2 separate regions of the Mus musculus genome follow, and region 2 is linked to region 1. The links are chromatin contacts, called in public promoter capture Hi-C maps. All regions are on one chromosome and are shown on one strand. The core of a region is the stretch at or near the end of the contact, and the rest is flanking DNA. Distances in the headings are between cores, read along the strand shown.

Evidence for each region. Promoter capture Hi-C pulls out the DNA fragments that hold promoters and counts their contacts.
Region 2: a promoter capture Hi-C map of neural stem cells shows a contact between it and region 1. The contact joins the enhancer-like site here to the promoter of Zxdc in region 1. A contact is called at or near these places in 4 of 39 promoter capture datasets (embryonic stem cells, liver and neural stem cells), 3 of 484 Hi-C or Micro-C datasets (cortical neurons and embryonic stem cells), 7 of 115 datasets of contacts at active chromatin or transcription factors (double positive thymocytes, embryonic stem cells, epiblast stem cells and 2 more) and 1 of 9 other capture datasets (embryonic stem cells).

Annotation. Positions count from the first base shown.
Region 1 is chr6:90,367,671-90,371,473 of GRCm38.p6, forward strand. Zxdc (ZXD family zinc finger C) reads left to right here and starts at 1,824. Exons shown (of 10, transcript NM_173002.3): 1 at 1,824-2,898. The coding sequence starts at 1,989.
Region 2 is chr6:90,530,334-90,534,136 of GRCm38.p6, forward strand. No RefSeq gene overlaps it. Among named protein-coding and RNA genes, the nearest start is that of Aldh1l1, 19 kb to the right of the region's middle. Within about 2 kb of position 1,663, at least 14 of the 459 cell types and tissues checked have an H3K27ac peak or open chromatin away from gene starts, as enhancers often do. A contact at or near this core is called in neural stem cells and stem cell-derived neural progenitor cells, where this site is marked.

The sequences.
Region 1 (3,803 bases), core at 574-3,073:
CTCACAGCAACAACATCTTCCCTATTCCTACTAGGATAGCTCATTAAACTCCATTTAAAGCATTACACGGCTTTCCAAATCCAAAGTCCCCAAATCCACATTCTTCCAAACAAAACCATGGCAACACCTATCACAGTAACACCCCAGGCCCTGGTACCAATTTCTGTCTTAGTTAGGTCTTTACTGCTGTAAACAGACACTATGACCAAGGCAACTCTTATAAGGACAACATTTGATTGGAGCTGGCTTACGGGTTCAGAGCTTCAGTCTATTATCAACAAGGCAGGAACATGGCAGCATCCAGGCAGGCATGGTACAGGTGGAGCAGAGAGTTCTACATCTTCATCTGAAGACTGCTAGCAGAATACTGACTTCCAGGCAGCTAGGAGGAGGGTCTTATAGCCCACACCCACAGTGACACACCTACTCCAATACCTTCTAATAGTGCCACTTCCTGGCTCGAGCATATCCAAACCATCACAGAGTGCATAAGCACATATACAGACAGGTAAGGTTTTTCACAAACAGATGTGCTATTTCTGTGCTCATTTTTTAAATGTATTTTTAATAGAAGCATACAGACGTGTCATTGCTGTCATTTGTTGTCAGTAGCTTTTGTATATCAGATGTGCTGTTCAATCAACACTTTTAATGCCAAAAACTTTTGCTCCTTGGAGAACCCATCCCTATTAGAGGCTAGCCCTAATTCCCCATCTCCCACTAATCTACTGTCTGTATAACTTAGCTCTTCTAGACATTTCATATAAATGGCATTATAGCACATTCTCTTTTGTGGCTGAAATATTTTTCATAGGTTTGGTCATGACATAACTTGCAAAACTCTGTAATTGCTCAAAAATATTCCACTGTATGAATATATATTCATCTGACAATGAACACTTGCATTGTTTCCCCTGGCGAGTTGTTGTAACAAAGATTACTATAAGCATGCAAGTAGTTTTTGTGTAGACATATTTCCATCCCTCTTCAGGGAGACACAGGGGGAGGGAGATACCCTTGCATTTTAAGGGGCAAATTGGTGGGAAATGGGGGTAAACCAGTGTAGGTGCAAATGGCAGGTTGGCAAAGTTTTAATAGTATTTGAACTTTCAGAAGACTAAAGCCTGACCTACAGAAAACAGGCTGGAGGCAGAAAGGACTGGAATGGGTGGGGGCGGGGAGACAGTTGGGTAAAGGTGGAGCGGAAGACAGGTTCCTTAGCTATTTGAGAACCTAGGAGTGAAATAAGTTTGAATTTGAGTGGTGATGACAGGAGTGGTGTGATTCCAGATGAATCCGTATGAGACAAGGGGGATTGTGGAATTCAGGGAACAACCAGCAACTTAGAAGGCAGACATATATCAAGGAAACACGGAATGTCTTTAGTGGTTTAGGTAGGGATCCCATCAGGACCTGCTACAGGGCAAATCAGGTCGGTGGCACAGTAGCAGCAGATAGACGCGCTCTTCGGCGAGGTCATAGAGAGATGACAAGCAAAGTGGAGAGGTTCAAAGCCTGAGTGTCAGTTCTGGATCATGTGGCCACAGGTAAACTTGACTTGTTTCCTTACACTTGGCAATCACAGGTTGAATTAGCTCGTATTTTCAAAGTACAGAGGGCACAGGAACTCTTAAGAAACGCAATCAGTTTTCATTCCTTTGCGCTACCCAGATGCAAAAGTAGGAGCCCAAATCTGAAGACCCTCTTTTTCCAAGTTGGGACTCCAAGCACAAGACAAGTTGGAGGCTCCGCCCCTGCTCCAGCCCCTGGGCTTCCTCGTGACTACAGTCCCGACAGCCCTCGCGCGCCACGCCCACGCCCACGGCTCCTGCGCACGCGCAGCTCGAGATGCGACTCTGGGCTGTAGTCTAAGCTCAGCTTTGACAGAGGCTCCCGGGGGGCGGACCCTAGGTGTCGCGCGCATGCCTGGCAGGGCTGGGCAGCTCTTCTCCGGTGGCTGCGGTTCGGACGCCTCAGCTGGGCCTAAGATGGACCTCCCGGCGGTGCTGGCCGCCCCGGCCACGCGCGGAGACCAACATGGCGGTGGCCCGAGCCGACTTCGCCGCGGCGCGGGGCCGTCCCTCGGTGCCGGTCCCGGGCGCCGTCGCCTGCTGCTGCTGAGGGGCCCGGAAGATGGCGGGCCCGGGCCGCGTCCAGAGGAGGCCCCGGGGCCCAGCCCGCCGCCCCCGGAGGACGGCGGCGACTCCTTCGTGGTACTGCTGGAAGTGCCGCGCGCGGCCGACACCCATGGTCAGGAGGAGGCCGAGCCCGATTCGGGCGCGAGCCCCACGGAACAGGTCCCGGCCGCCGCCCCCGGCGCAGCTCTGGCAGGCACGGTCACCATCCACAACCAGGACCTCCTGGTGCGCTTCGACCGCGGCGTCTTCACGCTGGCTGCGGCGCCCGCGCCAGCCGCCCCGAGCCTGCATCCCGCGACCACCCCGGGCCTGGAGCCCTCGAGCGCTGCTGCGTCCCGCCGCGGGCCGGTGGCCGCTAGCGCTGGCTCCCCGGCCTACCGCTGTCCGGAGCCGCAGTGCGCGCTGAGCTTCGCCAAGAAGCACCAGTTGAAGGTGCACCTGCTGACGCACGGCAGCCTCCAGGGCCGGCGGCCCTTCAAGTGCCCGCTGGATGGCTGCGGCTGGGCCTTCACCACCTCCTACAAGCTCAAACGGCACCTGCAGTCGCATGACAAGCTGCGTCCCTTTAGCTGCCCGGTGGGCGGCTGCGGCAAGAAGTTCACCACCGTCTACAACCTCAAGGCGCACATGAAGGGCCACGAGCAGGAGAGCTTGTTCAAGTGCGAGGTGTGCGCCGAGCGCTTCCCCACACACGCCAAGCTCAACTCCCACCAGCGCAGCCACTTCGAGCCCGAGCGGCCTTACAAGTGTGATTTCCCCGGTAAGCTGGAGACGCGGACCTGCCGGGGCGGGCGGGACCCGGCGGGGTCTGGACCCAAGGGCCAAACTGTCGCTTGTTTGGGCAGGGTTTGCGGAGGTCGGGGTGGAGGCGTTACGCGCCCTGATCTAAATGAGAATAAGGCAAAAACACTCCCGTGTTTGTTTTGAAGTCCCTTTCAGGTACTTAGATATGAAGCTCTGGGTTCCTACAGCCAAGTGGCATGCACAATCGCAGCTATCCGTGGGGAGGGTACAAACCTTTGTTAAGATGCTTACATTGGAAGTGACCTCTTCTCAGAGTTGAGTCAGGACTTTATTTTTCTCAGTCTACTCGTTCAACAATACCAGAGGAGTCAGAGGTCCAAGATACATAAATCGAAATATGCCACCTTAAAATACTGAGGGAATGAGCACACATTGGTGCTTCTCTGGTCCCTCTCCAGCCTCTCTGGAAGCCCCATTGATTAGAGGACACAGAGCTCCCAAGGACGCCTCGAACATTGGATCAGACCCCTGTCCTTTCCAATATTATGAATAGAGTGATGCTCCTTCATCAGGAGCCGGTGTGTGACACAGCTGTTTTTGTGTCTTTTATACTGATTTTTGACAGACTAATCAGTTTCTGGAATCATGTCTGTTCTTTTTACTTTTAGCCAGCATCTAGCTTGCACATTAACATTTATATACACTCTGCACTAGTAATGTGCATTGTAGATTATTCTCATATGAAGATTATTATTATATGTAGGGTATAGCACCTGAAAAGGATATCTTGTGTGTTGTATGGGGCTGGGAGGAAGAACCAGACTTAACTTGTACAAGCAACAGATTCTACTGTTGTATTCTAGCGTGCACATCATATCTGATAGAGTCTGATGTAGAAATCATCAGGCTGATGATTGAAAA
Region 2 (3,803 bases), core at 413-2,912, 160 kb after region 1:
ATAATCATGATTTTTCTTTACCTTTGAAACAATTTTTTAAAAGATTTATTTATTTATTTATTTATTTAATGTAAATACACTGTCAATGTCTTCAGACACACCAGAAGAGGGCACTGGATCCCATTACAGATGGTTGTGAGCCACCATGTGGTTGCTGGGAATTGAATTTAGGACCTTTGGAAGAGCAGTCAGTGCTCTTAATCACTGAGCCATCATCTCTCCAGACCCCTTTGAAACAATTTTTAAAGTCTATTGGTTGTTGTTGTTTTTCTGTTTGTTGTTTGTTTTTCCAGACATGGTTTCTCTCACTCTGTAGATTAGGTTGGCCTTGAACTCAGATCCTCCTGCCTCAGCCTTCTCAGCACTGGGATCAATAGTGTGTGCTGCCACGACCTAGTTCATTTCCTTTCCTTGAGCATCACACCCTACCACCCTGTGCTTAGCCTACGCTGTGTAAATGCCAGAGTGTGTAGCACCACAGCAAGGACCCAGTGCTATGTGCAGAGTAGCTGGACCAAGTCTAGCCATCCATAAATGTGCTTGATAAAAGAACCAGCATCAGTGACAGACAGCAGGTGTCAAGTGTGGAAGTGGCTTGTGCTACCCAGGGGGCCTTCCATGCTGATTCCACCCAGGACCCAAGAGTCTATAAAAGAAGGAGTTAAATCCCCTGTAAACTCAACAATTGGCATCCATCTTCTGCTTCCATGAACAAAGAGTTCAGAGGTCATCACCTGCATCCTACAATGAGCAAAACTGAACAACATTAAGTTTTCATCCGGCTCTCTAAGAACTGAGGGTGTGGGCAAGAGGGTCAGGCATGGCTCCCAAGTCTGTAGACACTGGTGGCTAAGGAGTTCTACAGAGTTAGCAATGCCCCTCCCCCAAGGTTATGCTAAAGGAACTAGTCCCCAGCACCTCAGCCCAGGGCCTTGTGGGAAAGAACAGTACTGAGTATAGAATTACTTAAATCACTGATGATGAGGTCACGTTGAAGCAGATCTGGGTCTTCCACCCAGGATGAAGAGTGTCCTTTTGGGTAGAGAAGAGACATGGGACAGAGCTGGGGGTGAGGGATCGAGGGTGGTGGTTTCCATGTGACAATGGAAGCAGAGCCCAGGTGTTCACAACTGCAAGCCAGGGCCAGCCAAGATGCAGGATCTCCCCCCCCCTCCCCCCCAATGACTCAGAAGCAGTGAGACTGGCAATCGGTGAGCTTCCAACCTGCAAGGGTTGCAAGTACATGCATTTCTGCTTTCAGCGCCCTGATTTGCAGCATTCTGTTACTGCAGTTCTGGGAAAGAGAAACAGAAACCTAGGGTGGAGACCATGGACCAGCAAAAATAGCCAGGGCCAGCTTAGCTGGGGGTGGGGGTGGGGTGCTGTGGACCATTGGAATCACATAACATTCTGGTGTCTCACTGGAATTGAAAGCAGGATGCTCCAAGTCACAGTCAAGGGTAAAATCCCCACAGTTTGATGTCCAGGAAGCCCACTGTTTTCCATGGTGAAGAGCCATAAAAATGTTTACCTTGTGGCCTGGCATGGTTGCAAAGGCCTATACATCCAGGGCTTTGGAGCCAACGGCTGAACACAAGTTCAAGGCATCTGGGCTACAAAAGAGACCCTGTCTCAACAAAACAAACACTGTCTTGTGCCTCTGTCAGAGGGAGGAAAATAGTACCCATTTATAAACCCTCTTAGTGCCGTCTCCATAATGGAAGCCAACACTGCCAGGACTTTGCCAGATTGTTGTCTGGTGCAAAATGAAGCCAGCCTTCCAGCCCCTAAATCTGGCTTTGTGTTTCACCTAAGCTGGAGAGAGGGCAGAGGTTTTTTTTCAGAATGATCTCTCATGGCCACAACCCAAGAATACCCTTCTCAGGAGACAGATCCTCTCCCTATATTAAGCATGCTCCAGCCTGGGTTCAGGGGTTACAGTTGAAAGATCTGCAAGAGAAAGACTCTCTTTCAGAATTGCTTGGGGGGGGGGCAGGGGGGCACCTCAGTGGACAAAGGTGCTTGTTGCCAAGTTTGATGACCTAAGTTCTATACCCAGGATCCACTCGGTGGAAAGAGAGAACTGATGCCCACAAACTGACCTCTGACCTCCTAATACCCCTCACATGGCATAGTTCCCACCCATACATATACTTCACTAAATTAGACATAGTTGTGAAATTTTCTCAGAGAAACACAAAGATGACAGAAGAATCAAAAGAATAGAGTAGCCGGGCGGTGGTGGCACACGCCTTTAATCCCAGCACTTGGGAGGCAGAGGCAGGTGGATCTCTGAGTTCGAGGCCAGCCTGGTCTACAAAGTGAGTTCCAGGACAGCCAAGACTATACAGAGAAACCCTGTCTCGAAAAACCAAAAAAAAAAAAAAAAAAAAAAAAAGAATAGAGTAGAGTAGGGCATGGTGGAACACACCTTTACTCCCAGCACTTGAGGGCAGAGGCAGGAGGATCTCTGTGAGTTCAAGACCAACCCGGTCTACACAGTGAGTTCCAGGACAGCCAAGGCTACCACTGTCAAGATGTCCAGAGAGAAAGAGAGAGAGACAATGGACTTTGAAGCTACAGGCATTGTCAGAGTGGTGGTTTGAATGAAAATGGCCCCCTCTAGCCACAGGGAGTGTCACTATTATGGGTGCGGCCTTATTGGAACAGGTGTGGCCTTGTTGAAGAAAGTGTATCGCTGGGCTTTGAAGTTTCAGAAACTCAAGCTAGACTGTGTCACGCTCTCTTCCTACTGAGCAGATCCAATTGTAGACCTCTCAGCTGCCTTTCCAGCACCATGTCTGCCTGCAGGCATCCATGGTTTCCTCCATGATGATAATGGACTAAACCTCTGAACCTGTAAGCCAGCCCCAATTAAATGTTTTGTTTTTATAAGAGTTGCCATGAAACCGGGCGTGGTGGCACATGCCTTTAATCCCAGCACTCGGGAGGCAGAGGCAGGCGAATTTCTGAGTTCGAGGCCAGCCTCGTCTACATAGTGAGTTCCAGGACAGCCAGGGCTATACAGAGAAACCCTGTTTCGAAAAAACAAAAACAAAAACAAAAACAAAAAAAAAGTTGCCGTGATCATGGTGTCTCTTCACAGTGATAGGAGCCCTAAGACATTACACAGTGTTAAACACGGCTCCATTCCCAGCTAAGTTTACATAGCATTTAACACCAAACACCACTCCTGTCAACCAATGCCTCAGGTCTGGCTTTCAGCAAAAAGTTTCAAAATATCCTAAAAGGAAAAGCCATAGTCTGCAGTATCAAGGAAAAAAAAGGGGGGGGGGGACCCAGGCAGGACATGATTCAGGTGACTGGACAGGGAGGCAGACCAGACTGAATATATTGCGATTCCTATGGAAGACAGCAGGCGGCAGTCAGGAGAAGGAGCAATGTGATGCAGATCTTAACTCTGAGCAAGAAGATAAAAATGTAAAGACATTAAATATGGATGTCCTCAGTGGGTAGAACACAGACTGGATGCGGTCAAAGGTCAACAACAGAAGCTCTGTAACTGAAGAGAAAAAAGAACACAGGTTAGATGAGCATATTTTAGCAGAGAATCAGAGAGAAAATCTAGAAGGACTCTGAAGAAACTACTTCACAAGGGTACCTTTGAATACCTTTAATTTTTCTGCCAGAGACAAAGTGAGCAAGGAGAGAGTAGGGGTAGGGGGCTGATGAGATGGCCAGATGGCTCAGTGGTTAATACCTGAATGGTTCTTTCAGAGGTCCCAGCAGTCATGTCTGGCCTCACACAACTGCCTGAAACTCTAGCACCAGGGAGATCTAAT